Linked DNA regions of Zea mays: region 1 is linked to region 2. A link is a contact called in public Hi-C data. All regions are on one chromosome and are shown on one strand. Each heading gives the region's core, a stretch centred on a gene start, on an enhancer-like site or on the middle of the called end of the contact. The rest is flanking DNA. Distances are from core to core; before and after follow the strand shown.

The links. Hi-C and Micro-C count contacts between places; a contact is called where the count stands out from the background.
Region 1: a Hi-C map of bundle sheath shows a contact between it and region 2, with 2.1 times the contacts expected there. The contact joins two enhancer-like sites. A contact is called at or near these places in 5 of 25 Hi-C or Micro-C datasets (bundle sheath, ear, leaf and 2 more).

The regions. Positions count from the first base shown.
Region 1 is chr1:160,177,879-160,182,330 of Zm-B73-REFERENCE-NAM-5.0, forward strand. No RefSeq gene overlaps it. Among protein-coding and RNA genes, the nearest start is that of LOC100281484, 17 kb to the right of the region's middle. Within about 2 kb of position 2,858, at least 15 of the 20 cell types and tissues checked have an H3K27ac peak or open chromatin away from gene starts, as enhancers often do. A contact at or near this core is called in bundle sheath, ear, leaf and 1 more, where this site is marked.
Region 2 is chr1:159,963,751-159,967,684 of Zm-B73-REFERENCE-NAM-5.0, forward strand. No RefSeq gene overlaps it. Among protein-coding and RNA genes, the nearest start is that of LOC103640076, 93 kb to the left of the region's middle. Within about 2 kb of position 2,436, at least 11 of the 20 cell types and tissues checked have an H3K27ac peak or open chromatin away from gene starts, as enhancers often do. A contact at or near this core is called in bundle sheath, ear, leaf and 1 more, where this site is marked.

The sequences.
Region 1 (4,452 bases), core at 1,608-4,107, 210 kb after region 2:
TTGATCGATTTTGGTGCTTGACGATCATTACAAATCTTATGGCTAACTAGTTTGCCTAGTTGATTATTTCTAAGGCAAATTCACGCGTACAAAAAATTAAAATAAGATATGTCTATAATATAGATATTTACGTATAAAGAATGAGATATAAAGAACACCAGTAAAGATGAAGTAGATATAAAAGAGAGATGACATCATAAAGGACAGATATAGAGGATGTTGTTCGAGACAGTATTTTAACCAAAGCAAAACGAGAAGAAATTTCGGTCTACTCTGACACTTGATATATATATAGGGAAGAGGTAATGGAAGCCCTGGGCTTCCCTTACTAATGGAAGCCCCAGCCAGGACGCGGTCGACCCAGCACCCACGTGATTGCGTCAGCCATGCAGTCGATAGCCAAGAATCCAGGACGATAAGCGTAAGGCAATATACGAATACATATATATATGGATAAAGATGCGTAAATAATGCATAAAGGAATCTTTTGACGCTCGAATCATGTGAAATGAATATGACACTGTGGACAGCGTTTACGACTGCATAATGACATATACTTGACAGCATAAATCATGCAGTATGTGGTTCTGGTTCTGGCTCGGGCGGATTTCAGCATAAACCGTGAGCTAAAACAGCGTAAACAAGTATGAAATTTAGCGTAAATCCTATATCTGTTTTGTAATAGCATACGGAGCCTAAAATTATGGCGTGAAAATCGCGTGCAGCTGATCGTGTGCGGGTCCTGGCTCGGGTCGATTCCAACGTAAAACGTGAGCTAAAAAAGCATAAATGAGTACGAAATTTAGCGTAAATCATATATTTGTTTTGTAACAGCAAATGAAGCCCAAAATTACGACGTGAAAATCGCGTGCAGCCGATCGTGCGCGGGTTCTAGCTCGGGCGGATTCCAGAGTAAAACGCGAGCTAAAACAACGTAAATGAATACGAAATTTAGCGTAAATCCAATATCTATTTTGTAACAGCAAACGGGGCCCAAAATTACGGCGTGAAAATCGCGTGCAGTCGATCGTGCTAGGGTTCTGGCTCGGGTGGATTTAACCATAAAACGTGAACCAAAATAGCGTAAATGAATACGAAATTTACGTAAATTATAGACCTGTTTCGTAACAGCGAATGGGGCCCGAAAATTACGGCGTGAAAATTGCGCACGTTCGATCGTGCACGGATTCTGGCTCGATCAAATTTCAACGTAAAACGTTAACCAAAACAACGTAAATGAGTACAAATTTTAGCGTACATCATCAATTTATTTCGTAACGACGAATAGGGCCTAAATTACGGCGAGGCGCGGGTCGAACTCCTCCAGGCAGCGAGTGATGCAGGTGGGCACGTTCTCCGACAACATGATGACGACGAGGATGTCCCTGAGCGCCGCCGACTTCTTGACGCGCTTGAGCAGCTTGTACCCAGTCATCCCAGGCACCACCGGCTTCCTGCTGTTGTTGGCCTTTGGCGCAGGAGACGGCGTCACAGACGCTGGAGCGGCAGCGGCGGTGGCCATCGCAGAGACGGACAGGACAAACGTTGTTGCCATCGGGCCTAGGGTGCGATGTCGCCGTCCGCTTCGAGAATGCCGTCGCCACTTGCGCGCCCGCCTCGGGAGCGTCGCTGTCGCTCGTTCCTAGTGGAGCGCCGCCGTCGGTCGCCTGCCTCGGGGCGGCATCGCTGCTGGCCCCTAGGATCACCGGCGCTCGTACGCCCGAGGGAACCGCCGCCGCCGCTAAAACCTAATCCCTGGCGGCGTGGGGGTATTTTTATAGTGGCGACGTGGGACTGGATAACTGCGAGCGCGTGGGTGGGATCGTGGGCCCTATGCACGTAATATGCGGGACGAAATCTACGTGATGGCCCATATATTTGCATAAATTGTTACCCACATCAGCATAACTCATATTATAATTTGTCGTAAGCAGTTAGGTATAATAAGCCAAAAAGGGTTTGGTGCGGTCTGCACACCTGATCGATACGTGGTTGGAACTTCCTATAGTTAAACAGAGCCCGGGGCTCTAAATACTATATATATATATATATATATATATATATATATATATATATATATATATATATATATATATATATATATATATATATATATATATATATATATATATATATATATATAGTTATAGTTATAGTTATATATAGTTATCTTGTTTCAATGTGTGGTTTCATTACTCTGAGTTTGTTTGATTGTCAACGTTTTCGGCGAACATCAGTCACATATGAATCAGTGCGTGCGTGTATACTTATTTTCTTTTTTAAGAGTGGTGGCGAAAGCATCTTTTTTTTTCCAATGTAATCTTCCGCAAAAGGTAGAAAGCGGCTTCGCCGGGTTGACCGATTTGAAAGATAATTAAGTTGAGGCAGTTATTGTCTTACTGAAATAACAACTTGTTTGTTTAATTTGGTACTATAGATAGGAGTGATAATGGATCGTGATTTAAATGTTACTTCACAAATTTATAGGGTCATAAATAAATTTTAGTTCAAAAATGAATATAAATAGAGTTGGACCCTAATTCAATATAATCCGATCCGGTCCTTAAATTTTATAGTGTAAAATTTAGAGCACGTTGTCACCCATAAGTATAGATAGATATTAATAAATCTTTATATACCTTATCAGAATTAGAGATGCTTATCTCGGGCTAAAATAAAGACATGACTAACCTCCGTTTTAGAACGGAGGAGACACAAAGACTATGTATGGTTCATGCTGGAATATAAAAAAGGACGATTGGGCCTACGAAATGTGCCCGAACCAAGAGACAGGGGTCTGAACAAGAACGTGCAAGTAAAGTGGGCGGCGAGGCAGTGAGAGGTCACTTCCATCCCATTGCATGTATCAATGTATGTATGTGTGCCGTGTGCGCTCGTTTTAATTCATTGTGGTGGCCGGCCGCCTCGTGATGCATGGATCGCACTCGCACATCTGCAAGTTGCAAAAGAGAGAGAGAGAGACAAGAGGCCTAGGCTGGTCTGGCCGGTCAACAAAATCGTCTCCGAGTTGGCAGCCGCCCGCAACGCAAGCACCACCCATCACCCATTTCCATTTGGCAGTCCTTGGCTTGGTTGGCCACTTGGCCCGCATGCGTGCGTGCCTGGCAGCCTGTTCCTGCCTGCGATTCGTAGCCAAAATAGTTGTCTAATATATGTACTATAATAATTGATCGTCTAGAACAACTTCTAGCCTCGTTCCAACGTAAGCCACAATAAAGCCTCGGCCGCCAGACAGACAGTTGCTTTCAAATCTCTCTACTCGATAAACTCAGTAAATTATATGTATAAAGAGGTACCAGAGTATATATATATATGATTCTCGTTGACTTGTCCTTATCTCTGACTTTTGACTCGACAGTTGACAGCAGTATAGTGCTCCACTGAAGGAGAAGCAAAAGCAAACAAGAGTTGGTGTAGTAGCAGGCAGGAAGAATTTGCAAGTGGATTTAATTGGGAACGAGAGGCAGTAGGGCTTGCGAGGCGAGGAGAGGATGCGATCAATGCTGGTCTAATCAGAGTGTTTGTCTGTGCTCGCCACTTGAGACAGACCTGGCCATGGATCAGAGTCATGTGTGTGTCTCTGTATTGTCAGTGCCCGTGACCCGTGACGACCGAGTCGACTGCATTTCAGATGCCAAAAGCTTACCAATTTGCAGTGTTCGGGGAGTTCAATGCATGGGGGCAAGTAAAATACAAGTGAGATAGTGCCACGAAAGTAAGAAGCGTGTCACGATTTGTCTAAGGTTAGTTCGTGAAGTGAAGAACTAACCTTAGACAGAAAAGTTAGGGGTTGTTTGGTTCGTGGCTAAACGTGACACACTTTGCCTAAGGTTAGTCGTTCGAATTGAAGAACTAACCTTAGGCAGAAAAGTTAGGCAAAGTGTGACAAGTTAGTCATCAAACCAAACAGGCCCTAAGTTTAGATAGAAAAGTTAGACAAAGTATGGCAAGTTAGGTAACAAACTAAACAGTCATTTGTGCTTTTTTGGCTAAATACTGAATGTAACACCCTGAATTTGGGGATATAAAATTTCTTTGCTCTTATCCACAAATTCAAGTGTTACTCCTCTTCTCTCTTCTCTCTTAATCCATTTCGTTTTCCTTTAGAAAGAGAATCATTGTTTTAGTTGGAGATGTATCTATTTTCTAATAGACAAAACCCTAAGAAAGTATGAAATGTTGCATAATACTGAACCCCAACTTTTGTCTTTGTATCATGCATATGTTTCAATTAGTGGCATATTTGAAGTTGAGCCAGCCGAGCCTTCAGTCGAGCCCTCAGCCACGCGCCTTCCCTTCTTTCTGCCCCGCGAGCCCACCCTGTCGGCGTGCCGCCCTCGGTCACGCGCTCTCTCTCTTTTCTCTCTGACCAGCCAACCCCGCTTGTGAGCCCCGTCCTCTTCCCCTCAACTGTCTGCTCCGCAGAGGCCA
Region 2 (3,934 bases), core at 1,186-3,685:
GGATCGGCTTACCCACGATTAAATTTGACGCGCTATCCGCGAACACGGCAAGGATTCTGGTTTAGCTCTTGCGTCGAGTACTTGGTGAACGTCACGCTGCTAACTCCGTCTTCACCCGATTATTGGGATTTCTTGATGATGCACGGAACGACGACGAGATCGAGTTTGGAGCGAGCTGGCGAGGACACGAATCCACTGAGGGCTCTGGCAACGACGAAGTCACGAGCAAGGGAGGACGTGTTCAACAGCTCGATGGCAAACGCGAGCATGCAGCGTGGCACGCAGCAGCGACGATAGTCGAATCGGCAAAAGAGCGTTAGCGAACTCGACGAACACGACCACGGTCGTGTGCTGACGTGGATAGGACAACAGCGGCTGGCGAGCCCAACAAAGGAGCCTGCGCAACGACAACCAAACAGTGAAGCTCGCGCGCGCTGGGAGGAATACGAACAGGGGCGGAAGGCCCAGTATGACTCAATATTGCCTAGGCAATACCTTGTGCCGGCCCACTAAAAGATTAGATTAGGGTTTTCCGTGTCCCGCACACATCCGTTGCCCGCTGAGCCGCACCCGCACGGCCGCAGGCGCGTCCACACCCGCACGGCCGTTGGCCGCCGACCGCTCGGCAGACGCAGACGGCCTGCTCAGCTGCTCGCCTGCTCCTCATCTCCGACGGCGTTCTGCTCGGCTTAGTCGGCTGCTCGGCAGACGGCAGTCCCGCTCGGCCGCTCCTGCGTTTCGCTGCTCGCCCAGGCGCCCGGCCAGCCAGCGTGCTCGGCTGCTGTCTGCCTCTGCCTGCTTGTCCAGTTGTCCGCCTGTCCGATGTCCAGCCCGGCGGCCGGCTGCAGGCTGTGGCTATTTGTCCCGGGCCGCTTCCTGCTTGCTTTAGTAATTAGTTCGTTACTTCATTAGTTGCTTGAGTACATACTGCTTGAGTTTGAGTGCTTGTCTGCTTGTCCCATCCGATAGCCTAAAAGGTAGCGCATGAGTATTTATTTGATTATACGCGTGAGTATTTGATTATGTGTGTCTATTCTATTAGATTTTTCAATGTGCAGATTTTCCAATTTCTAAATAACAGTCTTGGATATAAAAAAAATAAGGCAAAGAATATGGCCCAAAAAAGTATCTCTCTATATTATGTGAACATTCTATGTTAGCTGTTGTAATGTCTTCTAATTATCTAATACATGTTATATGCTTCGTAAAATGACAGATTTAAAAAGCTATTTCAGTCAAGCTTCTAGTGGAAGTAGACTAAGCACTCGCGCTAGTGGAAGTAGACTAAGCACTCGCGCTAGTGGAGTTTGTAATGGACCCGGAATATAAGTTGGAGTTTAAGAGAATAATAGTGAAGATGTCAATGGTGAAAATGTTAATGATCAAGTAGAAGGTATAAATCAGTTCAACCCGGATCACATTATTTTTGATCCGAGACTTCCTATTCCAATCGATTCTTTTACTCCTAATTTTAGAGATGATGTTAGAAGGGCTTATTTTGTAGCTACAAATTGTTTTAAACAGTGTTATAAATTTTTAGTTTTCATTGTTAGTAATACCTAAATTTTCTGGCGTCCTCCGCCACTGAATACGAACAATGACGGCTATGTAAGGAGCGTCGAGTTGGGGAGGGCAGGATTCGACGACTCGACAGTGCCCGTGGCCGAGCACACAAGGCGACCAGCGCACGCGGCGAGGAGATCACCGGTGAAGGGACTTGGCCGGCAAATCACGCGCATCAGCGGAGGAGCCGAGCAACAGCGACCCACCACCATAGTAGGGAAAGGGGACGCACAGACCGAACGATACGAGAAAGAGATGAAGCAGTAGACCACGGCGAGCTGGAGATTCGACACGATGGAGCTCGGCCAACAGACAGCTTGCGTGCAGGGACTAGCTTGGCTGCGCGCGGCATGGGCAAGCAGGGAGATCCGGGCGAGCAAGGAGCAGCGGCTGGACGCCATGAGAGGACCTGCACGCAGGGATGAAACTCCACGGCGACCATGGCTGCAGGAAGCGGTGACGGAGTGGAGCAGGAAACTTGGCGCGGCTTAGGGATGGCGACCGAGTAGAGGAGAGACCAACGCAGGGAAGAAATCCGAGCAGAGAGCTTCGCGCTTGGGGCAGATGAATGAGCGGCTGCCTTCGGACGCGAGGAGGGAGAAGAATGAGCAGAGGCCAAGGACGCGAGTCCGAGCAGAGGCCAAGGACGCGAGGAGGGAGATGAATGAGCGGCTGCCTTCGGACATGGGGCGAGCAGGGCGCGGCAGAAAGCTCCAAACCGGCGCGGCCATGGCAGAGCTGGGCGCTAGAGAGAGAACGGCGGCGCTGGAGCTCGGTGGAGCAGAGGGCGAGCAGGGACGGCGCGCTAGGGAAGAAGACGCGTTGGGGAACAGGGAGCAGAAGGAGCTACGCACCATGGGCTAGCAGGAGCTGGGCGCGGCGGGATTTTTTTTTGCTCTGGTGCCGAGCGTGCGGCCTGAAGAGAAGGCCAAGGCCCAAGGGCCCCTGCGCGATGGAACAAAAAAAATCTTCGTGCTGCAAAAAAAATCTGCGCGACAGGGATAAGGAAAATGCAAAGCGGTGGAGTAAAAAAAAACAGAGAGAGAGTCACGGGATAGAGATGGAGTGATATTTTCCTTTTTTTATTTCTTTTCTCTTTTATAACACAAGTGATACAAATATCCCCAATTTTGAGATCAGGGTTAAAAGAGACATAAACAAGTTGGATCAGGACGGTATTAGATATAAAATTCGGATAGAATTTAGCAGATACTCTGGAATTCAGAGGGATTTTTACCAGTTACTTATATCCAAAGATTTGGATCCGGGCGAGAAACGACAGACCAAAATAAACTGGTTTCGGCATCGATATTTGCTCTGCGATTAGACTGAAATTAGCCGGAACCATATCTGCGAATGTATACGCGATTTCGTCGCCAAAACAGCGTGCTGAAGGATAAATTGGATCGTAACCTCGCGCACGATTTCTCTCGGACAATGCGCGATTCCGATTATTTTGCCCCGAACATTTTAGTCGTCGAGTTCAAATTAATTTGCCCAGAATAAAAATCGCAAGAGCAGGTTGAGCTTCCGAATTCGTATTCGCGCGAGCGATGAATTTTAAACGGACACAAGACTCAACATATCGCGAAATAAATGTGCGATATCGATGCGGCATCGAGAGTGCGATCCGTTCCGGAAGCGACGACACGCATCGCACATGTGGGCGAGAAGCTGTGCACATTGTTCGTTTCGGATAGCACGGGGCTCCAAATTTTACATAAAATCAGAAGTCTTCTGATTTTTGTATTCACTTACGCGTGTGATCCAAACAGTTCAAAATTCGCCAGCGACGAGGATTCGATAATCCAAAAGCTTCATGAACCCTCTTTAGTTGTTTAGATTATCAAATGAAAACGACACCAAACTCGATAGATTTTAATTAGGCACATGACTCACAAATTTTTGGAACAATTACGTTCCAAATTTCGCGAAGACTTAGGAAGAGTCAAAATAGACAAAAACAGATGCGATATTAAAATTGCGATAGGCGAAGATGATTAAAATTTAGCATCTGTTTTATCCACAGATATTACGTGATTAAATCCATACTCGTTGTCGAGCAGAATATAAACACCTGGGGTGTTACAACCCTCCCCCTTAAAAGAATCTCGTCCCGAGATTCAGAGCGAAAGACTTTTAAGATTAGAGAAACATGTAACCCATGTCCATATCAGTGATAATCATAAGACAATTCCAAACAAAGATGAGTGTCTCGGAAGGTTGTTTCTCTAGTGGACATAACACATATCGCCTTAGGCTAATTTAGAGATGTCCACCAATAGAGATGATGTCTGCCAGGGGAACACATAAGGTTCCATGTGTGCAATTTGCTTTTTTGATGACACTGTACTATCTGAGTCTGTTGAGC